2 separate regions of the Mus musculus genome follow, and region 1 is linked to region 2. Evidence: chromatin contacts called from public HiChIP or PLAC-seq data. All regions are on one chromosome and are shown on one strand. Each heading gives the region's core, a stretch centred on a gene start, on an enhancer-like site or on the middle of the called end of the contact. The rest is flanking DNA. Distances are from core to core; before and after follow the strand shown. Region 1 overlaps Ftx (Ftx transcript, Xist regulator (non-protein coding)). Region 2 holds the start of Jpx (Jpx transcript, Xist activator (non-protein coding)).

Evidence for each region. HiChIP or PLAC-seq counts read pairs in DNA pulled down with a chosen protein or histone mark.
Region 1: an H3K27ac HiChIP or PLAC-seq map of extraembryonic endoderm stem cells shows a contact between it and region 2. The contact joins the enhancer-like site here to the promoter of Jpx in region 2. A contact is called at or near these places in 17 of 39 promoter capture datasets (the 3T3-L1 cell line, 3T3-L1-derived adipocytes, the C10 cell line and 10 more), 3 of 15 datasets of contacts at CTCF or cohesin (CD8 T cells, the NIH/3T3 cell line and large pre-B cells), 6 of 484 Hi-C or Micro-C datasets (the C10 cell line, LSK cells, bone marrow-derived macrophages and 3 more) and 22 of 115 datasets of contacts at active chromatin or transcription factors (the 230-238 cell line, CD8 T cells, the SCID.adh cell line and 18 more).

The regions. Positions count from the first base shown.
Region 1 is chrX:103,578,659-103,584,442 of GRCm38.p6, reverse strand. All of the region lies in intron 9 of Ftx (Ftx transcript, Xist regulator (non-protein coding)), which reads left to right. Among named protein-coding and RNA genes, the nearest start is that of Mir374b, 8.4 kb to the right of the region's middle. Within about 2 kb of position 2,497, at least 3 of the 459 cell types and tissues checked have an H3K27ac peak or open chromatin away from gene starts, as enhancers often do. A contact at or near this core is called in extraembryonic endoderm stem cells and trophoblast stem cells, where this site is marked.
Region 2 is chrX:103,489,527-103,494,949 of GRCm38.p6, reverse strand. Jpx (Jpx transcript, Xist activator (non-protein coding)) reads right to left here and starts at 1,392. Exons shown (of 3, transcript NR_015508.3): 1 at 1,250-1,392. It also overlaps the pseudogene Rps12-ps1.

The sequences.
Region 1 (5,784 bases), core at 1,248-3,747, 88 kb before region 2:
CTTCAAGTGACCTTCAGGATTGTAGGATAAAAGACCTGAGGCAGACTTTTAGGCACCTCTCTGGGGTCTGGCACAGTGCATTGTAAAAGGTGACAATGAAATTCCTTAGGTTTATCTTTGTGCTTTCAGCCCTGATGATAAGATAGCTTAGGCATCTGCAGTTTTTAGATTGATAAACCTTGAATAATTAACTTCAGGCATCTGATCCAAAAGAAGTAACCAAAACTAAAGGCAGATGTTCTAGGCTTTCGTCCTTGGTTTAGTGACCTTGTAGGCCCAGGTAAGGAGAGAAGTGACCTTGTAGACCCAGGTAGGGAGAGGAGCCATGGCTTTTTAGCAAAAGAAATTCTAAGTGATTGTTATTAAAACAACAGGAGAAACAACGTATGGTCTTCCATTAGACTACATATATTAGAAGTTATTTTGCATTGGTAAACATTTAGCTAAGCAGACATACACACTCATAAATAAAAATAAAATTTTTTGCCAGGCAGTGGTGGCACATGCCTTTAATCCCAGCGCTTGGGAGGCAGAGGCAGGCGGATTTCTGAGTTCGAGGCCAGCCTGGCCTACAGAGTGAGTTCCAGGGCAGCCAGGACTATACAGAGAAACCCTGTCTCAAAAAAAAAACAAAAAACAAAACAAAAAAAAAGAGTCTCAGAGAGATCTCAGTGGGATTCTATTTGTTGATAAAAAACAAAACAAAACAAAACCAATTAAATAACTAAAATGAAAAATTTTTGTAAGAAAAGGTATGTGACTATCTTAGTATATCTGAGTTCAACTATCTGACTTAATGCATGTGTTTGTTTATGTATTTTATTAGTATAGTCTGTTGTTTGTGTTTTTTTAGACAGGTCCTAATCTTAATGTACACCTTTTTACCTTGAATTAAAACATAGCCAAGGATGGTCTCGACTCTTAGCTTTGTGCAGTTTTTACAAATTTCTGATACACTGCTGTTCTAAGAAGTACTTTTATTGTTTAATCTTAGGTGTCTCCTATGTATTCCTAATTGACCTGAAACTAACTAACCTGGCCTGAAACTCACAGCAAATCTCCTGTTCCCACCTCCTGCGTCCTCAGTCGACATGTGTGCACCACCATGTCCTTCACTAACATTGTTTTAGTTTATAGTGCAGTCATTTCTTATCCACTCTCTTACCTGGGATATTGTCCACAGAACAACACTTGCCATAATAAACAGGGTCATCATTTTCTAAATATTAGCATATATTAGTTTTTTTTTAAGTATGGTGTATTTGTGACACTCAGGTTTTTTAGTATAGTTCATTTGTGACATTTTTGTAGGCTTAAATCTTTCTTACATCGTTGTAATTATGCAATATTTTCCTTTTGTGTCCAGCATACTTTACTTAACATAGTATCCTTCATGTTCATGCATCATGTATATTTGAGAAGTATTTCATTGTATGGACATGAATTTTGCTTGGCCATTCATGTTGTTCCTATAACTCTTTATATGGCTACATTTTGTTCTTGTGCTATGTGTACATAGAGCTACTCTGAAGCATGCTTGTTGCTTTTAGCTATAGGAAGGAATTCTATCAGGACAGGATTCTTTACATCTTACAATAAAATCCTTCAAATTCACTTAAATATGAAGATACGGGATTGGGCTACGTATGCAGTTGGTCCTCCACTTCACAAATATGCTTTTCCTTTTTCTGTAAATATGCTTTTATTTTATGCACAAATATGCTTTTCCTCTTCTGTAAAATTCCAGCTGAGCCTCTGTATTTGCTTTTTGAAAAAATTTGCTATTGAGGATTATATAAAATCATTTCAATTTAGCACGCAGAAATTATAAAGTTATAAAGTATATATGCTGATTTCTGTAAATTTGACAGAAGTTTTAGAACATTAGGGTGGGGGAAAGGGTCTCATTATGTAGTTCTGGTGCCCTAGAACTCACTGTGTAGTCAAGCTGGCCTCCAACTCATAGAGATACGCCTGCTTCTGCCTCTGAAGTGCTCAGACTAAAGGTGTATGCCAGTATGTCAGCCCAACTTTAAGATAGTTATTAAAGGCATATAAAGAAGTCTAATTTTATCCCTAAATTTAGTTATTTAAACATGTTCAGGTACCTGTACAGATGAGAAGCGGTGAACTACTATGTGGAAATGAGTCCAGGTCATTTACTTAGTCATAGTAAAGCTGGAAATAATAGGAAGGTCTTTGGAATGGTTAGAGATATTAGTAAAAGAAAAATGGAAAAGTCTATTACGTGCTGTTAAGATTTTGTGCAGTACCTGTCTAGTAAAAACCTGAATATGCCTCATAAAGTCGGGCAGACTCAACAAAACCTCATGAGGACTTGGGGCAACAACCCTAGGGAGTACAGACTCTTAGAAAGATAATTGTACTATCTGGTTAAAGGACTAATTATTACTCCTATCACTTTAGTGTGGCTCAAGGTAAGCCCACCTTCCTGAGTGATTGTCCCTTGGCCAAGCACATGACTCAGCCCAACTGGATTAATTTGTAAGGGAGGAGACAATGGCATGCCTGCACCCAGAGGTAAATTCCATTCTTTCTGCTGGTAGATAACAGACTTCCGTAATGTGCCTTGAATACTACCGCTGAAACATTTCTGCTACTATTTCCATTATACGTTATAGACAAGTCATCCAACGAGTGAAGTTCAAACTTTGCTCAAAGAGTACCTTCTCTGAATCTAATCATACAGCAGCCTGCCATGCTAGTGCTTTGCTATATTTTCTAGTATTGTCTTTGTAACTTCATTGATAGTCTTGATATTTTTTTGGTATTTTTATCCCCCATGATCAGTCTTTCCTGATAACTTACAGTCTACCACACTTAAAAATGGTACTCCTTCGAGGCCACCCTGGTCTACAAAGTGAGTTCCAGGACAGCCAGGGCTATACAGAGAAACCCTGTCTCAAAAAACAAAAACAAAACAAAACAAACAAACAAAAAAATGGTACTCTTTTCAAAGCAGTATATTGATTCCGAAATAGAGAGCTCTCCTTTGGAAGGAGCCAAGCATTTCCAGAGAACAGTTTGTTTTCTTATACATTGGAACAATTAGAATTGTTTGTGTGTAGGGGACATGTACATTGGGGTCAGAGGATAAGTTGATAGTTCTCTCCACCAAACTGGGTCAAACTTGGCAGGATGCATCTTTATCCCATGAGCAATCTTACCAGCCCAGTATTGTAAAATAATATAACCATCCCTTAGTTTCTGACTCCAGGGCCCCTACCCCTAGTGTTACAGCTTTCATGAACAAGAAAGCCTTGCTCCTTGCTTTTTGGCTAGATCACCTCCCAACTTTTTCTTTTCCGGGATTGCCTTTGGTCCATTACAGAACTAAGAAGACAAAAAAGGTTCTTGTGGGGCAAGTGCTGTCAGTCAGGCCCTGCATTGCCTGGTCTCTTTAGTGCTCTCTAGCTCTAGGTTTTCAACCTCCCTTTAACTATTTTGGGTTCTGTCTTTCCCTATGGTGGTGGGTCTCAGCCTGTGAGTCTTGACCCCTTAGCAATTGTCTACGACCATTGCAGACACAAATGTCTACAATAAATGTATAACCATAGCAAAATTACACGCATGAAGTACCAATGAGAATAGTTTTATGGTTGGGGGTCACCACAACATGAAGAACCGTCTTAAAGGGTCTTAGCATTGGGAAGGCTGAGAACCACTGCTCTATGGAAACTTATGGAAGTTACTCTGCCCCAAAAGTCACTTGGATTAACCCTGGCCCCTTAGCCATTCCAAATATGAGACTTGTGATCATTTTTACTCTGCCATTTGATCTTTTTAATGTGCTCTCACAGGACAACTTGAGCAGAATCTAAGAGATTCCTTTAATTACAAGGTGCAAATGTCTGCTTGGCATTAGATTTGCTGTCTCTTTGGAAGGTGTGCCGCATCTTTAGAAAATCTGTATCCTTTATGCCTGCTGCTACCCCCAGAATCTTAAGACAAGGGTAAGTTGTTTGAGATAAGGAGTGCAGATCCTTACATTAAAGGTTCACTGAGTAGGCCCTGCTGAGTTTTATGTGTAAGCATTAGAACGTTTTAATCAGTCTCCTTTCCTTCTGTAGGCTGGTGGGCTGACTCAAACTAAAGGAAACTGCATGACCCCCTCCAGCATTTTAATAGCTTGGCTTGTCATCTATTAAGGAGCAAATGGAAATCGTAGGAGTGTAATAGGAAATGTTATGGATACGGGTGATACAAGTATATGTGTTGCTTTAGGACAAGAAGGAAAGAACATCTTTCCTTTTAGATCAGCCTGACTGGTTGATTTTTTTTTTAACATTGCATAGTGCTTTCAAGAGCTAACATTCCAGGAAGCATGTATTGTAAGTAGGTAAAAACACCAGTTCTGCTCCAGTTTGTTGACAAGGCATAATCCTTTATCTGCCCCCCAGCTCACTCTAATTCTGATTTCTCCTATTTTGGAATTTATTGTATGTCCAGTGTATTTCAAGGCGGAATTTAAGGGCTGTAAGAGAACCCACTCATTTAGGACCCCTGAACAATGTTGCAAAATATGGTTTTCTGTGGCCTAATGCTATGCGATCAAGGGGCTATCAACCAACAATGGGGTAGCGTGGGAGAAAGAAATGATTTTTTTAAGCCAGGTTGTCTGTGTGTAGCTTTGGCTCTCCTCAAATTCACAAGCTTCTGCCTTGCTGTGCCTCCTAAGTCTGCCTCGTGAGTGTTGAGGTGTGTGCCACCACACCTAACTTCAAACATTCTCTTAACATGAATAGGAAAAAGGTTTTGTAACACAAGTTGCCCAGCTTATCAGGTGTGTTTGAAAATGTGATAGGTCAGCTCTCCAGCCACTGGAGTAATTGATAACAATGACTGTCGCTAAGCAGAAATGGGCAGTTTTTCTGTTTCTTTAGCTTGGAGCCTGTTCAGCACGCTCATGGACCCTCATCTTTCTATCATCCCCTTCTCTTTTGGAGATTCAACTCTCAGGGCACACTTTTTATCCCTTAGTCCTACACTATTCTAGAACTCATTTAGCACAGGCCCACTTGTGAAGTGTTGAGATTAAACTTGTCAGCCATCACTCACAGTCTAGCAACATGACTAAGCACGTATTTTCTTTCTCTTTATATTTAAGGATATAATTTTCAAAAGTTAATGTAAGAAAGGTTTCCTTAATATCACATCTATATTCCCCTGGTCAGGGAAGCCGGTTTTCTTCAGAGAAAATTTGATTGCTAGAAAAACTAGTACCTTATTTGTTCCTTGGGAGTAAAATACTATGTAATGAAACTCATTAGTAACTTGGGTGTCCTGGTGATACTACAATTTTCTTGCTAAGAAACTACAGAAGGTGCCTCTGGTTTGCTGTCGTTCCCATTAGAGTAAGACCCAGAGGTGTCCACGTAGATGCTATTATCTGTGTTTCTTTTTGAGACTGCCTGTCTTCAGCCTTTTAAATTGGTGTTTTAGTATGCATTCTGCGTTTGACCTTTGACTGGATATGTGAACATGATAGTGTGATAATTCCGAGTTTGTGGCCAGCAAGGAGCTCCTGTGCATTAACCTCTAGAATGTTGAAAGAGTAATGAAGAGAAGAAAGAAAGACCTCTCTTGTCATCAGGAGGGGGGATGAGCCTGAATGCAGTAGTGCTCTTTGTCTACCAAGAAAAGTAAATGTTTTTATGGCTGTTACATATAATGACTGCACACAATATTCAGTTTGGACCTTGCAGGTGAGGTACTTAGATATGCCTATTTTTTATTGTCTTGAATGCTTTCATTGCACTTACA
Region 2 (5,423 bases), core at 143-2,642:
GTGGGAACAGATCTAGATATAGTTCAGTGGTAGTGTGACTGTCTAGCACCACAGTGTCCTAGGTTCCACAACCAATACTGGGGGGAAAGGGGGAAATAAGCACAATTACTAAACTAAAAATGATGCTTAATCTACGGGATGACAAAAGAGTGAGCCGCAACTGTGGAGAAATATGGCAAAACGTCAACTCTAATATTAGGGTTTCATTTTATTCTCTGTGTTTGCATTTGTGTTAAATAGGTCATAATATATAAAGCTGCCGAAATGTTTTAAAAATAGCAAACATTCCTTTGTCACCCTCATACATATATGAAAAAAATGAGATCATATTATCCTACAACTTGTTTTTAATGTAACAAGCTATCATATCATCTTTTACACCAAAGAGCCAAAATATACAGACTTTTAAAACATCCTCCTATTAATGGATACACAGGTTGTTTCTTATCACTTGCCACAAGAAAAGAGCTGCATAGACATCCTCTTTTAGGTATCCTTATTTATATACTGATGCTTCTCTTTCTGAAGGATTGAGCCGTGAAAGTCAGACTACTGAGTTCCAGATATTGGAACTTGGTACTCCATATATATTTTTATTTTTCTAAATATAGCTACATCAATGCTTCCAAATGGTTGCAACAATTCATACTTTATTCAGCAATGCCTAGCTAAGGTACTGAAATGTCTTTTTGACCAAGTAAGCATCTAACAAAAGAACACAGATCACCCTATAAGGCCCTATTATAACAGATGCTCCCAGACCACAAATTTAGTAACATACTCTGGTCCTCATTTGGAGTACATAAAAAGGGCATAGGGCAAAAAGCGTTATTATACCATAATTAATGTTACCAATAAGCTAGTTTTATCAACTACTAAGTGTTGATGAGAAAGAACTGAGGCCGTTTTTCGAGGCCTCTGGGGAGCTAGAATAAACACTCCATTTTGGAGACACTCACTATCCGTCAAACCCCAATTAGACAAAGGAAAACAAAAGGAAACCTCAAAACACGATCTCTCCTAGGAATGAGCCTCCCCAGCCTGACAGGTTCATCCGTGGAGGTCCGGTGATGTGGGCACTGATCACTCATCTATTGTGGGCGGAATAGGGGAGAAATCCGGAGTGCCAGCCGCCGACTACTCGTCCCGCTCGGCAGACCATGCGGTCGGAGTGGTGACCGCTGCGGCGGGTCGGCGTGGTGACCGCTACGGCGGCCATCTCTCTGACAGCGCGAGACCCGGCACTCACCAGGGCATGTTCATTAATTGGCCAGTTTCTCCACTCTCCTTATTAAGTCATCCTCTAGCTGCCTGGCTAATCCCGGGAAGGACGTATACATGTGGACGCCGCCATTTTATAAGTTACAGAAGCCTGGTGGTGCCGTGGGGGGGGGGGGGGGTCGGGCGGGCGGAGAGCATGCGTCACAGCCGAACAGTCCCTGTGCCGCGCGGCGCCGCGCTGTCAGGCTGTCCCTAAATGGCTGCTCCAGCAACGTGACCGGGACTGTCCGCGGTCGCTTCCGCAGATGACTGAGCGCTTGCGGTTCCTCTCCCGGCTGCCTCTGTTAGCATCTTTCACGTGCTCCCGCGTTTCTTGCCCGTCTTTAATTTGTTCTCTTGCCACCCCCTCACCCCCCACCCCCCACCCCCCACCCCCCCCCTACCCCCACCGAAATTCCTTTTTCTTTTTTGTTTCTATAGAAGACCAGCTTGTGTTTTGCTCCCGAGATCTCTTTCGGAGCCCCTTCTGTGTTTTTAGCTGCCAGCATTGCTGTAGCTGCTATAACTGCAATCTACATGTCACAGAGGCTAGGTGGCAAAGTAAACCACAGGCCTGGGTATGTCCCCTAGTTTTTGATAAAGACAGAATTATACCTTGTCCTATTCCTATTGGACACCTCACAGGGCCGAAGCTGACAATAACTCCTTTGGCTTTTGGATGTTCACACCAATACTGGTTACCACACAAATTAGAAAAGGATCTTGGGTTATCAATAAAGGCAGAGAACTACACTTCCATTTAAAAAAGAAAGAAAAAAGTTCTCATTTTACCTATTGCACCACGAGGCACAGGGGCAGAAGCGAGTGCTCAGTGGTTAACAGTGCTTAATGCTCTAGCAAAGGATGCAGGTTCAGTCCCCGGCACATACTTCTCTCTACACAGATCTCTCTACACAGGCAAACATGTATACACACACACACACACACACACACACACACACACACACACGAAGTAAATGCATGTGTGTGTGTGTATTTAAGTAAAACCATGTTGGAAAGTTGCCGAAGGGGCCTCAGTGAATATCTGCTTGAGGAAGGCTTTGCTAAGGCAACCTGGGACAGCTGTCATGGAGCCGAGGGCTGTCCTCTCTCCAGAAGGTAGCACATTTTCCCTTACACTGGTTTCCCTCTTTCCCAAGACAGCAAAGCCCTGGCTTCTTTTCATTCCATTACAGGCAGTTCTTTCCTGTGCGAGCTCTCCTCAGCTGTAGCCAGAATTTGCCTGTTTGGAATCCTTTCTTCCTCCTAGAGTTTCTCTGAGATGGCAAGTTTGTGAAAATTATTACACACACACACACACACACACACACACACCCATGGCCAAGACAATCAATTTGATATGCTCCTGTGACTATAACCACTTTATTGCCCCCCCCATTTAAATTTTTAATCTAGATTCCCTTCCCCCTCTCTCCATGTGCTCATGGCCAGCCTCTAGTTCTCTACTCTCTCTTTCTCTCTCTCTGCCTTTCCCTGCCTCTGCTACCCTCTTAACTCCCCTCCCCATGCCCTGAATAAACTCTATTCTATACTAAAAAATAAAATTAATCTAAATATAATTACATATTCTCCCCCATTCCCTTCTCCAATTCCTCCTATGTTATTCCTCGCCACTACACACACACACACACACACACACACACACACACATTGCCTCTCAAATTTCTGGCTTTTTGTATATATGTGATTTTTCTCTGGGTGCGTATTTGGTTTCTACTTATCTTTGTTGTTGAACACCCCAAAAGCAGGGCTGGAGAGTTGGCTTGGTGTGTAAGAGTACTTAATATTCTCACAAAGGACTGGGGTTCAATGCCTAGCAGCTGCATGAGGCTTCTCACCTCCTCTGACACCATGCTCGAGTGTGGTACACAGACCTATATGCAGGCAAAACACTCACACACATAAAAATTCTAAAAAAAAAAAAGTTTTTATAAACTTAAAAAAAACAAAAGTCAAATATAAAAGTTGATTCAGGGTATCTGGGAGCCCAACTGTCTGCATTTCCAACTTCATTCTAATGTCTGTGGCAAAACTGTTGAAAGAAGTACCTAGGAAAGTGTGACTCTAGCTAATTTTTAAAGATTTGGCTTTTCAGGCATGCATATCGTTGTTGCTCTTCTGTTTTTGAGACAGGGCCCCCGTTATTCCAGGCTGGCCTCGACTTATTACGTAGCAGAGAATGACTGTAAATTCCCAATTCTCCTTCCTTCCCCGGGCCTCACTTTATCTTCTACAAACTTCTTGTGACATACTCAGGCCTTTGGCAATAGACTAAAACTTTCTGGTTTTTTCCCTCATCACCCCTTTTTGTCCATATGGGAACAATCTTTTAGTTTTAGGATAAAAACCTTATACTCTATTCTCATCTAAAAGTATTTCCTTAATTTCCTTTAATTTTCTTTATATAAATGACCTATAACTTCTTACAATATTTTACATTTATTTATTTTTGTGTTTGAGAAAGACCAAGGCGGGGTAGAAGAAGGGAGAGAGAGAGAGAGAGAGAGAGAGAGAGAGAGAGAGAGAGAGAGAGAGAGAATATATGGATGTGTCCACCACATAGTTTCCAAGGATGGAGCTCAGGGTGTCTGCCAGGCTTTGAGGTAAGCTCCTTATCAGCTGAGCCATCTTGCAGTCAAGACTCAGCCCGTGTGTGTGTGTGTGTGTGTGTGTGTGTGTGTGTGTGTGTGTGTGTGTTACTAAGGACTGAATCCATGATTTTCTAATTACATGCTAAGCCATTGCTCTACCACTGAGCCATATTGCCAGCCCCAAGAAAAATGTTTTTCTTTCTTTCTTTATTGGTATCTCAAGATAGAGTTTCTCTGTGTAGCCCTGGCTGTCCTGAAGCTTGCTCTGTAGACCAGACTGGGAATCAGAAATCCTCCTGACTCTGCCTACTGAATGGTGGGATTAAATAAAACTATTCTTTAATATTCTAAATGAAAATCAAAGAAAAGCTGAGCAAAGTGGTGCTTGCCTAAAATTCCAGAATTTGAGAGAGTTAGGAAGGAGCATCAGGAGTTCAGCTCATCTTCAGCAACACAGTAAGTTCCAGATCAGCCTGAATTACATGAGACCACGTGAAAGAGGGGTGGAGAGCAAAGCCAAAGCAAACCATGAGGCTGTATATGAAACATAGGAAACAACATGCTATCAGTCTTTGAAACAGTCCTGTGTTTTCTTACAATTTAAGTTGCACTGTTGTTAGAAATTTATGTCCTGTTAGAACAGGTTTTCAGAAAGTGCTTTTGCTAAAGGTATTGATGGCCTACTTGGCTTCACAAGGTAACCAACCACAGGATTAAAGACTTGAGTCTCTGCCTTCATTTTGAGTCTGTCTTTCCGTTCATTTCAAACTCCTGCTTGACTGTGCATAGGCATATTAATAACAGAAGGAGTGTCTTCCTAAATTATTTCATTCATCCTTAGTCATGTTGAACTCCAAGAGCAAAACCTCCCAGGACAGACCTTCTTCCATATGAGGGCAGTTATCCATGATGCAAGGCAAAAGTAATCAGCTTATGCTTCAAACATGAGCCACCCTTTAAAAAAACAAGAACTCTCTCAAGACATAGTATGGTCTCAAGCTCAAAGCAATTCTTCTGCTGGGATTATAGGCATGTGCTACCATGGCCAGTCAAGATGAGGGTTTCTCTGGGCTATCTTGCAGTACCACAAGACACAATAATTAGTCAGGCTACACCTCGAAGAAAATTACTTTTTTTTCATAATGAGCTACAATTTATTTATTTATTGAATTTGGAGTATTCCTCGATATCATCCTTGGCCTAAGATTCTTTGCCATAGTCCTTAACCACTACGCAACAGCAACCGACCACCTTCCGTGGTTTCCCCTCTCGATCGATTCTACAGAGGCCTACCCATTCCCCTAGTTTCTTGTTGTCATCAACCTTTATCAGGTTGATTTGGTGCTCAGCACAAAGTGCCTCCACCAGCTTGACATACATGGGCTCATCACAGTTGGATGCGAGCACACAGAGATGGGCTTGGCGCTTGTCTAACTAAGGCTTTGGCAGCTTCGAGTATGCCACGTGCTAGGCCATCCTGGATGAGGGCGGTCTTGAGCACCTCTTGTAGAGCAGTGTTGACGTCCATTACACCTCCAGCAGCTATGCCTT